2 separate regions of the Zea mays genome follow, and region 2 is linked to region 1. The links are chromatin contacts, called in public Hi-C maps. All regions are on one chromosome and are shown on one strand. Each heading gives the region's core, a stretch centred on a gene start, on an enhancer-like site or on the middle of the called end of the contact. The rest is flanking DNA. Distances are from core to core; before and after follow the strand shown.

Region 1 (6,108 bases), core at 3,522-6,021:
AGCATGGACGCTTCGGCCTCTAGTCGCTGCCGGACCGTCCGTGTGCAAGCGCCGGACCGTCCATGATACACGAGACATGGAGCTTTAATTGGTTGGCCGATCGTGCTTGCCCCCCGATGCCTCCAGTCTTGTTAGTCCTTTTGTCCGGAGCCTTCTGAGTAATCACCCCTCGCGATGTTTTTGACGTGTAAGGACTACCAATGATGATAATTTTATCTATCTTTATTGGCCACATCTGGGCGAACCAATATTTTTTATCCGTCAGCTCCATCATATTAGCAGGAAATGGTTGTTTGTCAATTTGCATCTCCAGGAAACTCAATCGGCCCCCATTTATGGCCGATTGTATCTGCCGACGGAAAATATTGCAATCATTGGTGGCATGAGAAAAAAGAATTGTGCCACTTGCAATAAGCACACCTCTTTAGTTTATCTAGAGGAGGGATAGTATGAGTTACATTAATGTTACTGCTTTTTAATATCTCATCAAATATTTTGTCACACCTGGCAACAATAAAAGTAAATTTGACTTCTTATCGGTTCTTTTAAACCGGGTGTAAAGAAAAGCATGCCAAAGGTTTGGCTAGCGTTGACCAAACAAGTTCGGCGGTATATACACTCGCAGAATTATCATTTGTGCAATCGCGCTCCACTAGATGCACACTATGGTCAACCGATTTTGATGTCTCTTTATTTCGACTTTTACAGGCCAACACTCGGTGGTGCAACTGTACCAATGAAAATAATTAGGTACCATCTAATTTTTCTCTTAGGTTACATCACAACTCATTAAAAGCCAGTTGTGCTAGCTGCTTGTCCGAGACATGGATTTGGAAGCATCGGTTTCTAGTGTCCCAAAACCTTCGGATATAGTCATTAACCAATTCTTCGTTCCCTTGTCGGACTGAAGATAAATCAGCTAATTCTAACCCATGCTCTCCTCAGAAAAAGTGTGCATTAATTTTCTGCTCTAATTGCTCCTAAGAATTTATAGAGTTAGGCGGTAGTGTTGTGTACCATGCGAATGTGGTACTAGTAAGGGACAACGATAATAAACAGACACGGTGTGTGCTTTTTCCTCCTTCACCAGAAAACTTAGAGAAATCTGATAATCTGGTCCCTTGCGGATATGGCACAGCCTCAAATCGGTGAATATAAGGTTTCCCATATGACTGCCATGTGTCGGACATACTAACACCGAGTTTTGTCTCTGGACAACCTGGCTACCTCGTCTATAATTTTCACACCACGTCTGGTGACCATCCATTAAGTTTGGGGTGAAAACCTCATGTTGCTGGACATTATTTTGTGGGCTTTCCTCCCAAGGATGTTCAAAAGGCGTGTTGCATGTCCTATTAATGCCACCTCGCTTGTTCTATATCTCTCGGGCTCTCGGGTGGCCAAATAATGTTCAGCCCTGAGCACATAAGGTGACATGACATGGTTATAATATGTTGTTAGTGTGGTAACGTAACGATGCTACGATGGGTGTGAAAAGTGTGCACATTGTGCAGCCCCTGGTTCTGCGTACGCGTATCCGAACGGTCCAGTGTAAGGAGCTGGACGGTCCACGACCGGGCCGAATAGTCTGAGGGTATACCTGGACAGTTCGACCATGTATGGCGCCACCTGGGTGGTCTGTGTGCGGGCCTATGTATGGTCAGATTGTCCGACGAAATATGTTGGATAGTCCACGATGTAGCCGGACGGTCCGAGATCAACCTCAGACGATCTGACTGTGTTCAGAGGCGGTCGCGTGCGAGGCGGCGACGACTGTGGTTGTGCTACGAACGTATTCATCGGCATCCCATACAATGGTTGGGTACAAGATGACCCATTTGCAGCCGATATGTTCGGTGCGGGTGGCTCCATATTAGGTTCGTGTGAGGGAAAACTAGGGGTAGTAGATTTTTCATATGCACACGTCCATCCTTTAACAGATTCATCTATATATTGTTTTAATTGATCCTTGTTTTAACTGATTCCCACGCCTGGGGCTCAGACGGTCCTCGCGTTCGCAGAGGGTCTTCTCCACGAAGAACATAAATCTTGCCTCCCAGGAGGGACCTCATCAAGGAAGAAAGATCTAGGGGTTGCCTTGGGGCCAGCAGGCCAACTAAGACGCCTCTAGATGACACCGAGCCGAAGAGAGGTGAAGAAATAGGTCGAGAAAGACTAATAATAGGGTTAGACTAAGGCTAGATTATTCCTACTCCTAAAGAATAGAAAGAACAATGCAAATAAGGTAAATATGATAAATAGAATTGATTGGATCGGTTGTTGGGGCTCAATCGGTCGTACCCTTCTTTTATATAAGGGGGTTTGGACCCTTTACAAATCGGTTCCCGAGTTAATCCCGCAGAGTTTGCTAACAAATCACACAAGAAAACATGAACCCTAATAGATTCTGCACTCGTGTTGACCGTCAATGTGACCACTATGGCGGACTGTCCAGACCGCAGACCGTCCAACCTCAAGATCCAACCGTCTGGTGGTACAAATTTGGTGCTCAACTGACGGTCCCAATCAAGAAACTACAAAGAGGTAGAAAAACAGAGGATCTCCAATTTTCTATTTTTTTAAAATAAACTTGTAGCCCATCTTTTTCATAAATTCTCTCCCCTTGCACAACAAGATGGGTTATAAGATTTTTTTTAACAGCAAAAAACAAGCATCATTTACATCATTTTTAATCATAATAATACAGTGTTATAAGTATATGCTTAGATATGCCCATGCGTGGCTTCACAACCATGTAAGATATAAGATGATGTAACACCATTAGTATTAATCAACTAATCAGTTAAGGTTCATCTATACAATGTTTTTTTTTCATGTACCTGCCACTTCTATTGTTTGGTATGTCCACGGATCCACCAACCAACAACAACACTTTGTACTTGGTAAAAAGTTAAGTTGAGACCAAATACCAAAAAAAATTGAAAAAATCCCCCCAAGTCAACCCTCGTTATCTGTTGACCAAACAATTCTTTTTGGGCGCCGACGTACGCGAGTCCACACCAGCTCGCACCGCCGTTGCAGTTGCGGTTGCGGCCGTCCGTCAGTGCACACACTCCACCACGGTGCTCGCCGCGCCAGGCATGTCGACGCGACCAAGCATAGACCCGGCCATGTCGGCGGCGCCGCCGCCGTCGAGCTGGATGCGCATGTCCTTGGCCTTGCTCATGTAGAGCTGCTTGACGTTGCCGCCCTGGTTCTTGACGAGGCGCAGGATGCTGCGCTTGGCGTTGTCCCGGAACGGGCAATGCGAGCCGAGGAAGCCGTCGACGAGGTGGATGTACGCCTCCAGGTCGTGGCAGCACGCGGCGTCGGCGTCCGGCCGGAGGTACGGCGACGCGCGGCTGTCGAGGCGCAGCTCGCGGCCGACGTCGGCGTAGCCCGGGAGCGGGAGGCCGGGCGGGAAGCGCGGCACGACGTCGTGCGCGTTGACGACGCGGAGCACGCGCGCGCCACGGGCCTCCACGCGCGCCGCGAACGCGCGGTTGCCCACCCGCGGCCCGCCGAACGAGAACACCGCCACCGGCGCCCCCGCGCGGCCGGCGATGCCGCCGGAGAGCTCGTCCGCGATGAGCACGGCCAGGGCGGCGCCTAGGCTGTGCCCGGTGACCGTGATGCTCACCTCCTCGCCCTTGTACATGTCGAGAAGCCTCCGCACCTCGGACACGACCATCTCCGACAGGCTCGCGGAGCGGTCGCCGGCGGTCTTGTACAGGTTCCAGAAGCCGCATTCGACCTTGGCGTTGGATGTGTCCGGTGCGGTGGCGGCGGCGGTGTCACAGTGGGTGGCCGGGACGAGGCCGGCGCGCACGTTCTCGGCCCACTCGAGGACGGTGCAGGTGCCGCGGAGCGCGACGACGATGTCGCGGCGGCCCATCCGCCGGATCTCGGCGGGGCTGTCGCAGACGGCGACGTAGCCGACGAGACTGGTCCGCTGCCCGGCGCACGGCGCGGCGGCGGCCAGCCAGGTGGGGAGGCCGACGGAGGAGGTGGCGAAGAGCGGCGCGGTGACGCGGTACGCGGCGTCCTGGAGCGGGACGCGCGCGCGGCGGCCCGGCTCGGCGTCGGGGCGGGACAGGAAGGCGCCGTAGGCGGCGTCGACGAACTCGCCGTAGCGCACGATCTCGCGGCGCAGGTCCGGGTGCAGCGGGTCGAGCAGGCCGCGCCAGCCGTCCTCGCCGTGCAGGCGGCGCCACGCCGCCGCGATGTCCCCGCGCGGCGACGGCCCGTCGGGCGCCACGGGCTGGAGCAGGCGCTCGAGCCGGCGCGGCGACAGCGTGGGCGCCGGCTCCTGGCCCCTCGCCCCGGTCCGCGTGAAGAAGGACGGGAGCCGCAGCAGCGGCTGCTGCCTCCTCTGCGGTGCGGCAGCGGCGACGGCGGGCGAGGCCGCGCTCTCGACGCCGCCGCGGTTGCGGAAGAGCTTGTCGAGGCTGGCGAGGTGCGCGGCGTTGCTCGGCGGCGGCGCGGCGGCTACTCTGGTGCTGGTGGCGGTCACCGCTGGGCGGTGCAGGGAGAGTGACGGCGGCGCCGCGGCGGTGGACATGCAAGGCAAAAGTAGGAGCGGCAGCGGAGCGGCATAAAAGAAGAAGAATTCGGCAACGGCGGCGGGAGGCCGGAAGAGGAGGTGACTGATCGGACAGCTGGGAGCTTGGGTGGCGGGAGGTCTTATAGACGGTGCGCTGATCGCGTCAAAGCAGGAGCTTCCTACCCTCTTCGTCGTCTCGTCTCTTCTTCAGTCTGCTCTCATGCCACGATTTTTTCTTTTCCTTTTTGGCCCGCAAGCACTACAGTGAAATGCAACGATTTTCATCCTTAAATTTGTGACGTGACGGTTTTCTATTTTTTCTGTTTCAACTTTCAAGCTTGAATTTGCGACGTGACGGTTTACCCGACGATTTTTTTTTTCTGTGATCAGCATTCAGTTTTGATGTGGTTTGTCATATCGGGAATACAAGGTGGACATCTAGACAGTGGGACACTTCAGCTAACCGTATTAGTAAATAATTAAATCTATATTTTTTTCAGGTGTGTTGGTGGCAAGAAAGAGATCGCCCCTGTATATACTCTGTATTTTATTAAAGCCTAATTTTAAATATACCGCACCTAATTATAAAACTATATTTTTTTTTACTACAACAGACGACTTGGATTGTAGCCTGGGAGGCAAATGTCTGGTAGACGTTGGTGCCTAGGTCGGGCAAATTTTTTTTTTGTAGCTACCATCCAAACAGACCCTACTTTTGGTGTGTTTACGAATATTCTCTCTAAAACAAAGAAAGTACTTTACTAAAACAATAGTATAAGTCATAGAATTACAATATTAAGAAACATAACAAAAATAATAAAGAATTCATACCCAAAAGTCATTACGCACAAGTCCCTGTCTGTCGGTGTGGTTTCGTTCTTTTTTAAACTTGTAGTCGTCCTAGGTACTGACGAGCACCTCATCCTCGGTATCACCGTTTGACACCATCACTATACCAGGGTAGTGAAGGCGGCAAAGACAACCCAACGTAAGGTTAGCCTGAGTGTGGTGTCCCTTGCCGTCAAAGGACAGGTCCTCCCAATTCTTGCATTACACAAAAACATTAACAATACACATAATAGAGTTATGAGATAAGTTAATATATTACACTCACCGATCTCCATGTGGCATGATTAAAGTCCTATCAGCCTCTCGCTCTATCGCGTGACGAGGCTTTACTAAGTGGCTTTTTCTTGAGCGACATGTGCGTGTCGCTGAAGAGCCTCCCGAGCCATCATCCATCGGGTTGTCAGCCGGTTCGCCCTGTTGGCCCCACTGGTCCCACGCCTGTTGCTGCTCTCTCTGGTGGTCCCACTGGTCCCATGGCTGGTGATGCTGCGCGGCCTGGTCCCATGTCGCGTGCTCCAACTCCTCATTGTGCGCCACCTCCTCATTGTGCTGCTCAGCCTCATTGTGCCGCTCCTCCTCATTGTGCTGCTCCTTATTGTGCTACTCCTCAGTGTGCTGCTCATCCTGGTACATACAACTCAAGATTTATTTGTAAATATGTAAACAAATTTATTTGTACAAGATATGTTACCTCATCTCCATATACCGCGCTCAAC
Region 2 (5,705 bases), core at 323-2,822, 98 kb after region 1:
GATTCTACTCTCTCTCCTCATTTCTCTTCCATGTCACCAATTAGCCGATTTACTGTCAGCTATTATACTTGCTTTTATAATTCATAGTTCTGCTACGTGATCGGCACCTACCAAATTCGACGACCGAAGGTTAATTAGTATAAAATTAGATAAACACAATAATCAGCAAATAATTGTATTTGTCAAACAGACCAGGTCGGTCGCGATCTGCCGCACGAGCAAATCTCTGTCACCTTTTCGTCTGTAACTTTGTGCACCGCGCGGCAACGAAAATTCAGCACGAGAGGAATTACTTTTTCATTTATTTAATTTGCTCGCTTTTTGATTTTTGTCCCACGGATATCATCGTTTTATAGCTGGAAAAAGCTAGCAAACCGGCCGGCGGCCGTCCGTTTATTAAATTCCTGCACAAATCCAAGCTAGCGTCAAACTAGCTCGTGCGTACATATATAGATATCTATACTATGTTCTATTCTATTAAAAACTTAATCTGAGCATCTGATACTCTAGACCCATCCCACGTGTTCCGACTGGTTCGCCTACCTAGCACCCGACCCGGCCTGCACAGATACCACACCGTTGAAAAAAAAATTGCAAAACGCTAGACCACACATACCTTAGTGTTTAGAAATAAAAAATAATTATAATTAAATAAATATCTCAATACCTATTTATATGATATATAACAACCGTAGCAAAACACGAGCAATTAGACGGTTTATTTATGTGGGTTGTATGGATGGAAATCGAAACTAGACTTAGAGAATTATGTGAGATACGTTCCTCCACTAAGATAAGTCCGTTGTGTTTCTTTTGCACTAACCTTCTTGATACTCCTTAAGGCACGAGGTATTTACGTGGGTTGTACATGCTCTTAGGTGCTGACAAGTGACATGTCATCCATGGAATAAAACTGTACCACTATATATGACGAATACATAAATTAGGATTAGTTATACATACATGTCATAGAGTGGTATGAAAATAAACTAGTTTCTAACTTTTTTAATATTAGATAGGCATATTTCTAATTAACTAGCGTATGTGGGCCCCAAATTCGGAAAATGGTAGTGGAAAATTTATAGTATAACTTTTTTTGTGAGGGATAATGTATAAGGCTATCGTCTTCAGCAACCAGTAACTCTCCTATATCACCTTCTATTTCAAACATGTCTCTGCAAAACAGTACTATCTACTATACTACAAAATAATATTTTATTACACAAACATATACACTTACAGAAGACACAACATGTTGGACACAACCAAAAGGGTAACAAGAACACAAATTTGCTGGTTTCACCCAAACTCTAGAGCCTTTTTAACTTAAGTTGCTATGTAGCGAGCTGCGAGCAATGCAATAGAGTATTTATTTTGGCTACAGCGCCTACACACATGGCAGCACGAGGAGACGGTGAAAGGACGCACATGCAGAACCCCTCTCGTTGTGAGAGACGTACGTGTTGCAAACTTTTTGCAATGACTAGCTAGCTAGCTAGCTGTGGTCAGCTCAGGACGGTAGGCCGACACGGATGGGATCACACACACGATCATGACATGACTCATGAGTGGCCGTCGAGATCCAGCAACGACCGACCGTACTGTACTATGCAACCGCTCTTCTGCATGATCCATGTGTGTGCTGTGCATGTTTTTGTTTTTGTCTCCACTCCGGAGACGACCAGTGCCAGCCCAATAGAGAAAACAATCACGGCGCCGCGTATGCAGATCTTCTTCACACCTTCTTCTTGTCATTCCATGCACTGCATGGCGGCGCCAGGTGTGATCGCTACTACGTACCGTACGGTGTTGCTGCCGCCTCCGACCATGCTTGAGTGAGTGAGTAGCACAAGAAGACAGCGGGTGTGTGTCGCTGCCGCCCCCGCCGACACGTACGCTTTAAACAGATACCTTGTGTATATTTTTTAGAAAAAACAACCCCTTTCAATAATCTTTATCCTTACTATATTAAACCACCAGTTTCAACACTTGTCTCACGAAAAAATAAGGTAAAATTATGTATAAGTAAGTATTTAAACCTTAGTTGTTGGCTCCACATTCACACCCACCTAATCAATAGAAAACACATATTTTATGATTTATTAGAACAAAATTTATCCTATGTTATATATAAAAACCATAGCAACGTACGGGTATACGACTAGTTAAACCTAAAAAAATGGACCTCCATGTATACTCTGTCATATTCTGTTCACAGCGCTCCTCTCCACCTGTGTGTTTGGCACGTGTTTTATTGAAACGCGTTAGCTCGGTTATGACAACGCTGTTTGTCATTTAAAGTGGTAAATCAATAGTCTATCCTTTAGACTCAATTGATCGGATACGATCGAGTCAACCACATGTGTACATGCGAATTTCGCTTGAGCACGTACGTCCCAAATCGACAAAACAAGTCCGATATACTCCTATGATACCTAGTCCGTTTTTTCAACATTGTATTAGCAAAAACGACTTAAATCCAACATATAATGTATTAGAGCCTGCTGGGCATGGCTCCAACTCCAAACTCCAAGTCAGAGTGATGGAGCCTGCTAAACACCAAAACCCCACCTCTTTTTGCAGCAGCCCAACTCCATAGACTTGGTGCAGTTCTAGTTTATTTTTTGGGCCTGGAGTTTAGAGCATCACTTTTCCACCATCGCACCTCTGCCTGGGCGGAGAACTTGCGGTTAACCGTTGGGGACGCATGCGGACATGGCAGCCCCAGACCTCCCCTGGCTGGGGTCTAGAAGGTACTTGTGGAGGTTCGGGTCCCATCCATAATGGCCCGGACATGTGGCATCATACCTCCCCTGGCCGGAGGCCCGAATGGCACACATGGGGGCCTAAGACCGTCCCACGGGGCCTGGTCCTAGGCTGTAATTACCGTGCAGACCCACCAATGGGGCCAGTGGTAATATCGGGCATGCAGGATGGTCCCAGACTCTATGTCGTGGTAGACCGCTCGCCATCTGAAAGGAAATTAGGCTTACACCTATTTCCTATACTAATTTTGGTGGTTGAATTGCCCAACACAAATAATTGGACTAACTAGTTTGCCCAAGTTTATAAGTTCTACAGGTACAAAGGTTCACCATAAGCCAATAAAAAGACCAAGAAAAAGGGTTCAAACAAAGGAGCAAAGGGACAACCGAAGGCACCCTGGTCGGGCGCACCGGACTGTCCGGTGTGCCACCGGACAGTGTCCGGTGCACCAGGGAAGACCGACTTCAAACTCTTCACCTTCGGGAATTCTCAGAGCCGGCGCGCTATAATTCACCGGACTGTCCGATGTACACCGGACAGTGTCCGGTGCTCCAAGAGGACGCGGCTCTGAACTCGCCAGTCTCGGGAATTCGCTTCGGCTGCTCCGCTATAATTCACCGGACATGTCCGGTGTACACCGGACTGTCCGGTGTAACTGCGGAGCAACAGCTACTTCTGGCGCCAACGGCTACCTGCAGCACATTAAATACGCGCCAGCGCGCGCAGAGGTCAGGCACGCCCATGCTGACGCACCGGACACCCTACAGTTCATGTCCGGTGCGCCACCGGTCATCCAGGCGGGCCCAGCGTCAGAGCTCCAACGGTCGGAACCCTAACGTTCGGGTGACGTGGCTGGCGCACCGGACATGTCCGATGTGCACCGGACTGTCCGGTGCACCATACGACAGACAGCCTCCACCCAAACGGCTAGTTTGGTGGTTGGGGCTATAAATACCCCCAACCACCCCACATTCAAGTCATCCAAGTTTTCCACTTCTCAACCACTTACAAGAGCTAGGCATTCAATTCTAGACACACTCAAGTGATCAAATCCTCTCCAATTCCACACAAGGCTTTAGTGATTAGTGAGAGAGATTTGTCGTGTTCTTTTGAGCTCTTGCGCTTGGATTGCTTCTTTCTTTCTCACTTGTTCTTGTGATCAAAGCTCACTTGTAATCGAAGCAAGAGACACCAATTGTGTGGTGGTCCTTGCGGGGAAGCTTTGTTCCCGATTTGATTTGAGAAGAGAAGCTCACTCGGTCCGAGGGACCGTTTGAGAGAGGGTAAGGGTTGAAAGAGACCCGACCTTTGTGGCCTCCTCAACGGGGAGTAGGTTTGCAAGAACCGAACCTCGGTAAAACAATTCGCGTGTCACACTCTTCATTTGCTTGCGATTTGTTTTGCTCCCTCTCTCTCGGACTCATTATTATTTCTAACGCTAACCCGACTCGTAGTTGTGATTAATTTTGTAAATTTCAGTTTCGCCCTATTCACCCCCCTCTAGGCGACTTTCACCATCCCATGGCTATAGGTAGCCACTGGGGTCCCCTCTTAACCCAGCATGAGTAGGTACCCCATATTTGGGGTACCGACAAGCACATAGCAGCAACATCGTCTAATAGCAAAATGACAAGATTGTACTCAAGAATTTAGACCTTACATGTAGAGATGGCAATGGGCCCCGTTCCTCGATTCCCCATGGGGAATTCCTCCATTAGAGAATGGGGATGGAGAAGTTTCTTCCCCCACGGGGATGTAAACGATGAAAAATTCTACCCCGACGGGTAAACGGTGATGGGACTGGGCATCCACATTCTCCGCGGAGACCCATTAAACTTAAATGGGATGATGCTTTCATGTAATAGTTAATGATAAAAATAAATAATTACTTTATCAAGAGATCACTCATTGTACAAAATGTGTTTATTTTGATGTATATATAATGATTTTTACATATGATAATGTATATAAGTGACAACATTTTGCATTAATAATAAAGGAAGTGTGTTCTAATCTCTACTACAAGCGGGGACGGGGATCCCTGACGGGGATTTATCCCGCAGGAACGACCATGGGGAAGAAATGTCCCTGCAAGCATTCGTGGGGATCACCGCGGGAAAATTTTTTGGGTACAGGAATGAGGATGGGGAGCTAAAACCCGACGAGAAATTCCTGTTGCCATCCCTACTTACATGCGGAGGCGGTGACTTGATCATCAGTTGATTCCACCAGCATCAGGTATATAGTAGCCAATCAAACCACTATTATTTTTTACTGTCGTCATTAGCGATTACAATAAATTAAACCTTATTAATTAAATAATATATCCATTTTACTATGTATGTACTAGTTTAATTAGTTATTTTGGTCATGCTTGTTCCGCATATTTTCAAAAGTTAGAAAATATTATTCTTGTTATGAAAAGTGCAAAAAAGGGGCCTCAGTCTATTTCGCTCCAGGGCCAAAAAAACATAGGTACGAGTCTGCCAATTACGAGTAATAAATATGGTCTAATTATAAAACCAATTATATAAGTAAAGACTAAACAACGAGATAAATTTATTAAGCATAATTAATCCATGATTAGAAAATCCAGCATCTCATGATCGAATCATGGACTAGTTAGACTTAATAGACTCGTCTTACCATTAAAACATTAAAATCTTATCTGTGTATTTATTTTTGTAATTAGACTATATTTAATACCTCTAACTAGTATTCAAACATCGGATGTGACGGAGCTAAAATTTAGCCCCCTCTACCTAAACACCACTTTATATGCAAATAAAATGTCTTAAATACTATGAGTTAAAAGGAGTGACTTAGATGCAACTATCAAATTACCAATTGATAAAAAATAACTTAGAAAAAAGACTGAATAAGGTAAATAACTAAAAACATAAGAAATGATTCAAATAATCTAAAACCATCTTAAAATC

The links. Hi-C and Micro-C count contacts between places; a contact is called where the count stands out from the background.
Region 2: a contact with region 1 is called in a Hi-C map of leaf mesophyll, with 1.9 times the contacts expected there. The contact joins the enhancer-like site here to the promoter of LOC103653099 in region 1. A contact is called at or near these places in 5 of 25 Hi-C or Micro-C datasets (ear, leaf, leaf mesophyll and 1 more).

The regions. Positions count from the first base shown.
Region 1 is chr4:36,983,099-36,989,206 of Zm-B73-REFERENCE-NAM-5.0, forward strand. LOC103653099 (phospholipase A1-Ibeta2, chloroplastic) reads right to left here and starts at 4,772. Exons shown (of 1, transcript XM_008680062.3): 1 at 2,715-4,772. The coding sequence starts at 4,561. The coding sequence ends at 3,062.
Region 2 is chr4:37,084,164-37,089,868 of Zm-B73-REFERENCE-NAM-5.0, forward strand. No RefSeq gene overlaps it. Among protein-coding and RNA genes, the nearest start is that of LOC103653100, 35 kb to the right of the region's middle. Within about 2 kb of position 1,573, at least 14 of the 20 cell types and tissues checked have an H3K27ac peak or open chromatin away from gene starts, as enhancers often do. A contact at or near this core is called in ear, leaf, leaf mesophyll and 1 more, where this site is marked.